2 separate regions of the Zea mays genome follow, and region 2 is linked to region 1. A link is a contact called in public Hi-C data. All regions are on one chromosome and are shown on one strand. Each heading gives the region's core, a stretch centred on a gene start, on an enhancer-like site or on the middle of the called end of the contact. The rest is flanking DNA. Distances are from core to core; before and after follow the strand shown. Region 1 holds the start of LOC103641248 (ent-copalyl diphosphate synthase). Region 2 holds the start of LOC100193038.

Region 1 (3,439 bases), core at 290-2,789:
TGCATCCGCTAGTTAGATGGAGATGGTAGTGATCCAGAAGTATAACGACTATTACCACTAGTTTGGAATTCCATTTTCTCATGGTATTTTTATTTTTCAAGGGAAATTGGTTCATTTTCCCTTGAGAAAATAGAAATTCCTTAGTAAAATGGAGAACCCCATTTTTTCAAGAGATTTCTATTTTTCCTTGAGAAAATGAACTAATTTTCCTTGGAAAAATAGGAATCTCTTGTAAAAATGGATTTCTAAACTAGCACTTAGTGGGAGACCACCCATCAGATTAATTTGAGGTTCCAGGTTTTATAGTTATAAACATTATTTGTTAATCTTTGTTCACTCGTTTCTTGTGTGTAATAATTTATTTATACGATTTATTTAAGTATCATATGATGAAATTTATCTAAATTAATGTCATTGTGTACGTGAAATTGATATTGACACATACATAATTTGTATTTGGTTGTTTATACTCTGTTCGTTTTGGATTAAAGTCGACCGTTTTGACTGCTGCAGCTAGGGATGGGCGGGGCTTGAGCCTCTCCTACCGCTGTCAAGTCCATGGAGCTCCACTAAAGCCTCTCGTAAGAAGGGGTTTCTATACTACAGTGGTTTAGTTTAGTACTTTCCAATTTTTTTTCTGGCTTCGTCTCTGGCTGCAGCTGTAATTTATAGAAACAAAAACATCGTATAAGCAGTAGAAGCCGGTACGGCAAACAGGCTGATAACTGCTACATCAGTACTAATTTAATATGCTTAAGCCTACAGCCGCTTATAAAAGCATACAGATCGATGTAGTTTCTGCACCAAGGCTAGAGCATCCCTGTACAGAGTGGATTGTGATACGGTTAGCATCTTGTATCTAGCTAGCTAGAGTTGGGAATGCAGGCGTCACCCCAACACGTTCCGGTGCTCCGGGCATGGCAACGTCCTTCAATGCGGCCACAACGTTCTCGGCTTCGACGGCCTGGTGGTAAGTCTTATAACAACTATCTTTAAAATTTAAAATAGAGCTCTAAAAATTGAAACATGACTGCATTTAAAATGTTTTAGGGTCTCAAAATTTTTTTACTATAGCAATTAGGTATTAAATAATACTATTTAGGAAATAAATTATATTATTGGGAAATAAATAGCTATAGATTAAGAAGAAACAATGATAGAGATCTAATATATGGGGTACTATATTTAGTATCCTAGAGATCGAGATGAATTTTTATAAGATTGACGCTTTATGATCCTTGGTTCTATATTTCAAAATACAAACATTGTTGAGGGCCTCTCGCGGAGATGCTTCTTGTAATTGAAGTGCCGTCCATTTTTTTTTAGGATTATATTGCCAGTCGGCATTGCATCAAATCCACGAGAAAGTCAATAATTGGTAACTGCCAGGGGCGGAGGGCCCAGTATGGCCTACGCCATATCTCGGCCCATACAAACACCAGCCCATAGATTACCCATACAGCAGCCCACCACGTAAGAAACAGTCCAGCCCAGCTGGTGCCGTTCGCTTGGTGCTTCCTCCCTCAGCGCCGTTGTCCTTTGACCCGGCGCGGCGGTGCCCAACCTCGCTGCTCGTCCGACGCCCGTACGTCGCCCTTCGCGTCCTCCCTCCTTACTCCCTCGCCAAGTCGCCCGACGATGGATCTGCCGCGACCCCAGGCTCCCTGTTGTCGGCGCCCTGCAGACCTACGTCCTGCCCCCTGCTGCATCGATGCGCCCAGGCCCAGCGACCTGCGCGGCTGCGCCCCGGCAGCCGGCGCCCTATGGAAACCCTCCGCTTCGTATCCCCGTGCTGCCGTGCCGCCAGCCTCCGTGAGGGTGAGATCCCCTGTGTCCTTGTTCCTCCTCTGTTTGCACATTGAGATAAGAAGCTTAATGGAACTTTGCTGCTGTATTGATTCATGGCTAGTTTTCAGACATTAAGATATACTAGTTAGTATAGATACCACTTGCACCATTAGCTACCAGATTAAACAGCTCAGCCCGTAGATTGAGTAGAGCGTCCGCGTGAGAGGGGAAGGATGGCGGTACGTCGCCTAGGTCTGGGGTTCGCTTTTTTGCTGCTATGAAGATAACCAGAGCAGCGGCCCGTATGGATGCTGCTCCCTAGAGACTACATTTATTTCATAGCTTCTAGTTGCTAATCGCCAGTAGTATCACAAAAGAATAGCTATTCGTACTCCTTTCTAGTTTCTACACGAGAAGACAAAAGACAAAGAAAAAGCAGTCACCATTGAGGAAGAACTAGTGACCAAATTAGGAAGGAAATAAACAAAAATAAGACATGAAATCACCGCGCAGCCATCCGCGCGACTGCGTCCTGCACTCCTGCTGTCTGCTCCCCACAACTCCTCCGTCTCAACCTCCCGTGTCACCTCCCTCAGTCCACCCAGTCAACCGCGCTTCCGCTCCGCTACTACCTCCTGCCACCGGCGAAGCCCGGGCAGGCTGGGCTCTGGCTCCGCCACCGACTATCTCCGAACTTTTATATATGATGTTCGCACATGTTTTAGACAGTCAGAATTAGTTCATTTGCCTTGTTGGAAAATGTCTTGTATTTCCAACCGGAGGTATAAGAATATATTGCCTCTTACTACATTAAAACTATTGCAAAAGAGCATGATATCTAATAGCCGTCTCTAACCATGTTTGTTGTGTTGGGTTAGATTATCTTCTCGCTTTCACCTTTTTTTGGAATACAATGAGTTTATGCACTACTACCATACCTTATTTTCCGTTTCTCCTTCACTAACTGCATGCCAAGAGAAAGCAATATATTATACTCCCTCCGTTCATAAATATATGACACCATTGACTTTTTTAAAAAAACTTTGACCACTCGTCTTATTAAAAAAATGAGTTACCATTTATTTTTTGTGATTTGTTTTATCACTTAAGGTACATTTTTGAATAAATATTTTGAATGAGACGAGTGATCAAAGTTTTTGAAAAAAGTCAACGGTGTCATATATTTGTGAACTAAGATAATATATGGTCATGGTAGTTTCTTACAACATGATTCCATAATAGGATCGAATTTTGTTAAGTAGAGTGATACATCCTGCATCTCCAAATAAATCAGCTTTTATAGTTATCCTAGGCTCAACTTTTGTAAGTTTGCCCAAATTTATACTTCATTGTCCTAAACTCTTAGCTCCTAAGTACTATACTGAGTTCGGATTCTAAGCTATAGATCATTTTAGTATATAATTCTAGGATAAATTTGTTTAACTCTGATATTAAAATACAATGGTTTCTACGCTTCACTTATTGTGTTGAAAAATTCTGTTCTAACGGCAATACATGGACGGCATAGGTCTATGCAAAACGAAGGGTACAGACAAAGTTTATGATTAGATTATGAATGTACGGTGAATATAAATATACAAGTGATGCTCTCGACTTGGCTAGTTTCTCTTGTCTTCTATTATTACTAGGA
Region 2 (3,829 bases), core at 498-2,997, 510 kb before region 1:
TTTATTCCAAATTATATACATTAGATAGAATTTGGGATAAATTTTTTATTGTGGCACACCCTATATAAAAATCCTAGCTAGGGCCGCCACTGCCTTCCGGAAGACGAGATCTAGATCTGCTGCGAAGAAGATGACCCTTTGCGCTGACTATCGTGGACGGTCCGAGACTCAGACATTAACCGTTCGGACGTGTGCAGAGGAGGAGCCGCTCCTATGTCTAGGTCACAGACGGTCCGGTCTAAAACTACATACCGTCTTTGTAAGAGGACACCGCCAACACCAACATTTCTTTGCCTATCTACGTTTTACCCCGATTGAGAGACGAGAGGTAGAAAATGACAGAGATGCCTAGAAAGTGACATGGACTAGCGGGATTAACCTGAGAACCGAGTTATAACGGATTCAGACCTCCACCCTTTACATAGATGAAGGGGTACGACCGATTCAGGCCTCCACAATCGATTCAATCAACTCTACTTATCGTTTTAACTTATGCATTAGGAGTAGTTCTTAGTTTAGCCTTCCTCTACCTCGAATTTTCACCTCTCTTCAGCTCTAAGTCGACTAGAGGCATCTTAGGTGGTATGTCGACGCCAAGACACACTCTAGGATCTTTTCTCCACGATAGGGTCCCTCCCGGCAGGGGCGAACCCACGAGGGGGTCCAGGTGGGCCATGGCACACCCTAAGCTAGGCCGACCCAGACCCCAGCCAAAACGTCTGTTTGTCTTCTGGTGTGAGCAGGCGAGCAGGGGCACCGGGCACGATGGTTTGTCTTCGTTCTTCAACTATCTGTCCGCCAGCCGTCGATTGTGATGTGAGTTCGAGCGACAACAACATATCTCGTGTCTCACGCCCTGCTCTTTGTGATAGTCGACGCCGAGAGTCAAGACTGTCGCGCCCCTGCCCCTTGGATGTAGCGCCAGGCCGCCAGTCGTCGCCGCCTTGGCAAGTTGGTCTGGCCTGAGGGCTAAGGTTCGTTCATGTCACTGTATTAGTGCTCTCCATTTGTGTCGACTATCACTATAAAAAATATGAACCCTATGTTTAATCCTTAATTTTCAGTTTTTTAATGTCACGAATTTGTAAACACTAGTTGCTAGTTTTTATGTTTAATCCTTAATTTACAGTTTTTTAATGTCACGGATTTGTAAACACTAGTTGCTAGTTTTTAATGTAAATGCGTAATTATTAATATATACTGCAAGTATGCAATATAGGTATACTATTTTATATCTATATATCAAACTATTTACCAAATTTACTCTAAAATTATATACATTAGATAGAATTTGGGATAAAATTTTTATTATGGTACATCCTATATAAAAATCCTAGGTCCACTACTGTTTCCTGGAAGACGAGATCTAAATCTGCTACGAAAAATACGACTCTCTGCGCTATTGTAGACGGTTCGAGTCTCAGACGTGGATGAGGAGCCGCTCCAACGTCTAGGTCATAAACCGTTCAGTCTAAAACCACGTAGCGTCCGCGTATCCGCAGATGACAGCGTCAACACGAGCATTGCTTGCCCTATCTACGTTTTACTACCTCGATCGAGAGACGAGAGGTAGAAAATGACAGAGATGCCCGCGGCAGTTGCAGAGCATGCACGCTCCCACGCGGCCAGCGTGCGACGAATTCTTTGGTTCCGCAGGCCTGGAGCCTTGTGTGGGCTACTCTTGCTCCATCACCTACGGATGTAGGAATACCAACCATGCCACTGCCAGATCTCCTCTCCTCTCCACTGAGGACTCTGACCAGTGGGACTAGGATATTCCTTCTTCTTCACCCACGACTCCGCCTTCCTAGTTCTTGGGCGGCCGGTGAGGACGAACACGGACTCGCGCTCTCGCTCGCGCCATCGGAGGAAAGGAGATCCACTCGGAGCATGCGGGCCGCCGCGCGGTAGATGGTGAGCGCTCTTGGTTTTCCCCCCCTTCTGATTCTGCTCTGCAGATATGGGGTCATTCATTGGGGTTCCCCGCTGGCCCGCTCCGTCATGCCACTTCTCACGCTTGGAGGACTGCCTTCCTTCCTCGATGGCGTGACGGCTCAGGGCTACAGATCACTGCTCCCTCTCCACCTACGGCGCTAAGCCCAAACCCCGATCGACCCGCTTCGTCAAAACCCACGCCGTTTTCCCCTCATCGATCTCCTCGCTGGGACCCAATTCCACTTCCAACCGGCCGTCTCCTACCAGTACCGCCTGCGCCTCCCTGGACCCGTTCCGTCTGATTCCCCACCGCTGCTTCGTCGTCAACATACTTCTCAGCCAATAGGTGCACATCTTCCTACTTCGATGCGAATCCTACTCTGGATTCAAGTCAGGTCCAGTTTGAAAGTGACAAGAAGCTGCTCTAGTTCCACGCATCTTCGCCGCCCCATCATTGCCACCCGCAAGCGGCAAGCCCAACGGTTTCCAACCCAACCGGAGTGATCAATCCTTCTACTCTACTCTACTCAGTGGAGTAGTATAGTAAGTATGGTCAACCTCAGTTCATTGCGCTAGGCGCAATAAATTCTCTGTGCTATGCACGGATTATATTTCATCGCTAGTATATCCATGATTTATAAATTCTTGGTCCCATTATTTTCTCTTTGTTAACGCTTCATTTGTGCCTTAATTTAAGTAGCTAAGGATATTCTAACCTAATGTAATGTACGGTCTCATTCCAGGTGCCTAAGACTGTCTCCGGTAGACAGTAGACTGTCTCCGGTAGACAGTGTAAAATAGGGGACACATTTAATAGACTCAGATGGACCCACAAGTCAGAGACTCTGAGCTAATTATAAATGAAGAGACAATCTTTACAGTGGCAAAAATACAATTCTTCATTTTGTGGCATTGTACCAACATCTTGGCTGTCCTGTCCTTTTTGTCGATGCCCCTTTTCATACTGGAGTTCGTGTGCTAATTTACTTAACTCCGTTCCTCATTTTTTTTTGCACTCTAGTTGTTTAATCGCCCTTCAGCCTTCAAGACACATATAAATGACTAGAGCCTCATTATTCCCAAATCCCAATGAACATAGTATCATTCATAAGTCAGAATCCAATTTTTCAGATTGTTATATAGAAGCAAGAGATCATCTGCACGTTCCATGCAAAAGTGAATGGTATCGATTTGATGCCCCCCCCCCCCCCCCCCCCCCCCACACACACACAGTATCAGTGGTTGGTTCTACTGAGCCAGCGTACTTCCCCACATTGTCCAAAATAATATTTATTTTCACTGGATTTGTGTTCTGACTATTACTAGTGCCCAATGTTCTACATGACCATACATTCAGAGCATAGTATTTCAGAGTACCATATAATGTGTACACAATAAACCACTCGCATACTCAATGGAGAATTTGAAGACATTGATGAACAACCATATGCTTGCTTATGTCTGACTATTTGGCTTACCAACTGCAGAAACTGAGGAACACGGCAATAACACGAGCAAATTCAGCTTGTCTTCCAATGGGGGATCGTGTTGGTGTCAAGTACAACAGCATCAATGAGGCTGAAGAGCATAAGGGAGGGCATGGCATCCCCAAGGTTTCCATGATACCCCTCATATTCCTCATATTTTATGAAGTTTCAGGGGGTCCCTTTGGGATTGAGGATAGTGTCAAGGCTGCTGGGCCACTACTGGCAATTTTGGGCTTTCTTCTGTTTGCACTCATATGGAGCGTTCCAGAAGCTCTAATCACTGCTGAGATGGGCACTATGTTCCCCGAGAATGGTGGTTATGTTGTCTGGGTTTCTTCAGCTCTTGGTCCGTTCTGGGGTTTTCAGCAAGGTTGGGCAAAGTGGCTCAGCGGTGTCATAGATAATGC

Evidence for each region. A called contact is a pair of places that touch in the nucleus more often than the background predicts.
Region 2: a Hi-C map of leaf shows a contact between it and region 1, with 6 times the contacts expected there. The contact joins the promoter of LOC100193038 here to the promoter of LOC103641248 in region 1. A contact is called at or near these places in 3 of 25 Hi-C or Micro-C datasets (ear, endosperm and leaf).

The regions. Positions count from the first base shown.
Region 1 is chr10:76,951,782-76,955,220 of Zm-B73-REFERENCE-NAM-5.0, reverse strand. LOC103641248 (ent-copalyl diphosphate synthase) reads left to right here and starts at 1,539. Exons shown (of 11, transcript NM_001361169.1): 1 at 1,539-1,818. The coding sequence starts at 1,639.
Region 2 is chr10:77,461,333-77,465,161 of Zm-B73-REFERENCE-NAM-5.0, reverse strand. LOC100193038 reads left to right here and starts at 1,747. Exons shown (of 2, transcript NM_001358595.1): 1 at 1,747-1,914; 2 at 3,423-3,829. The coding sequence starts at 1,912.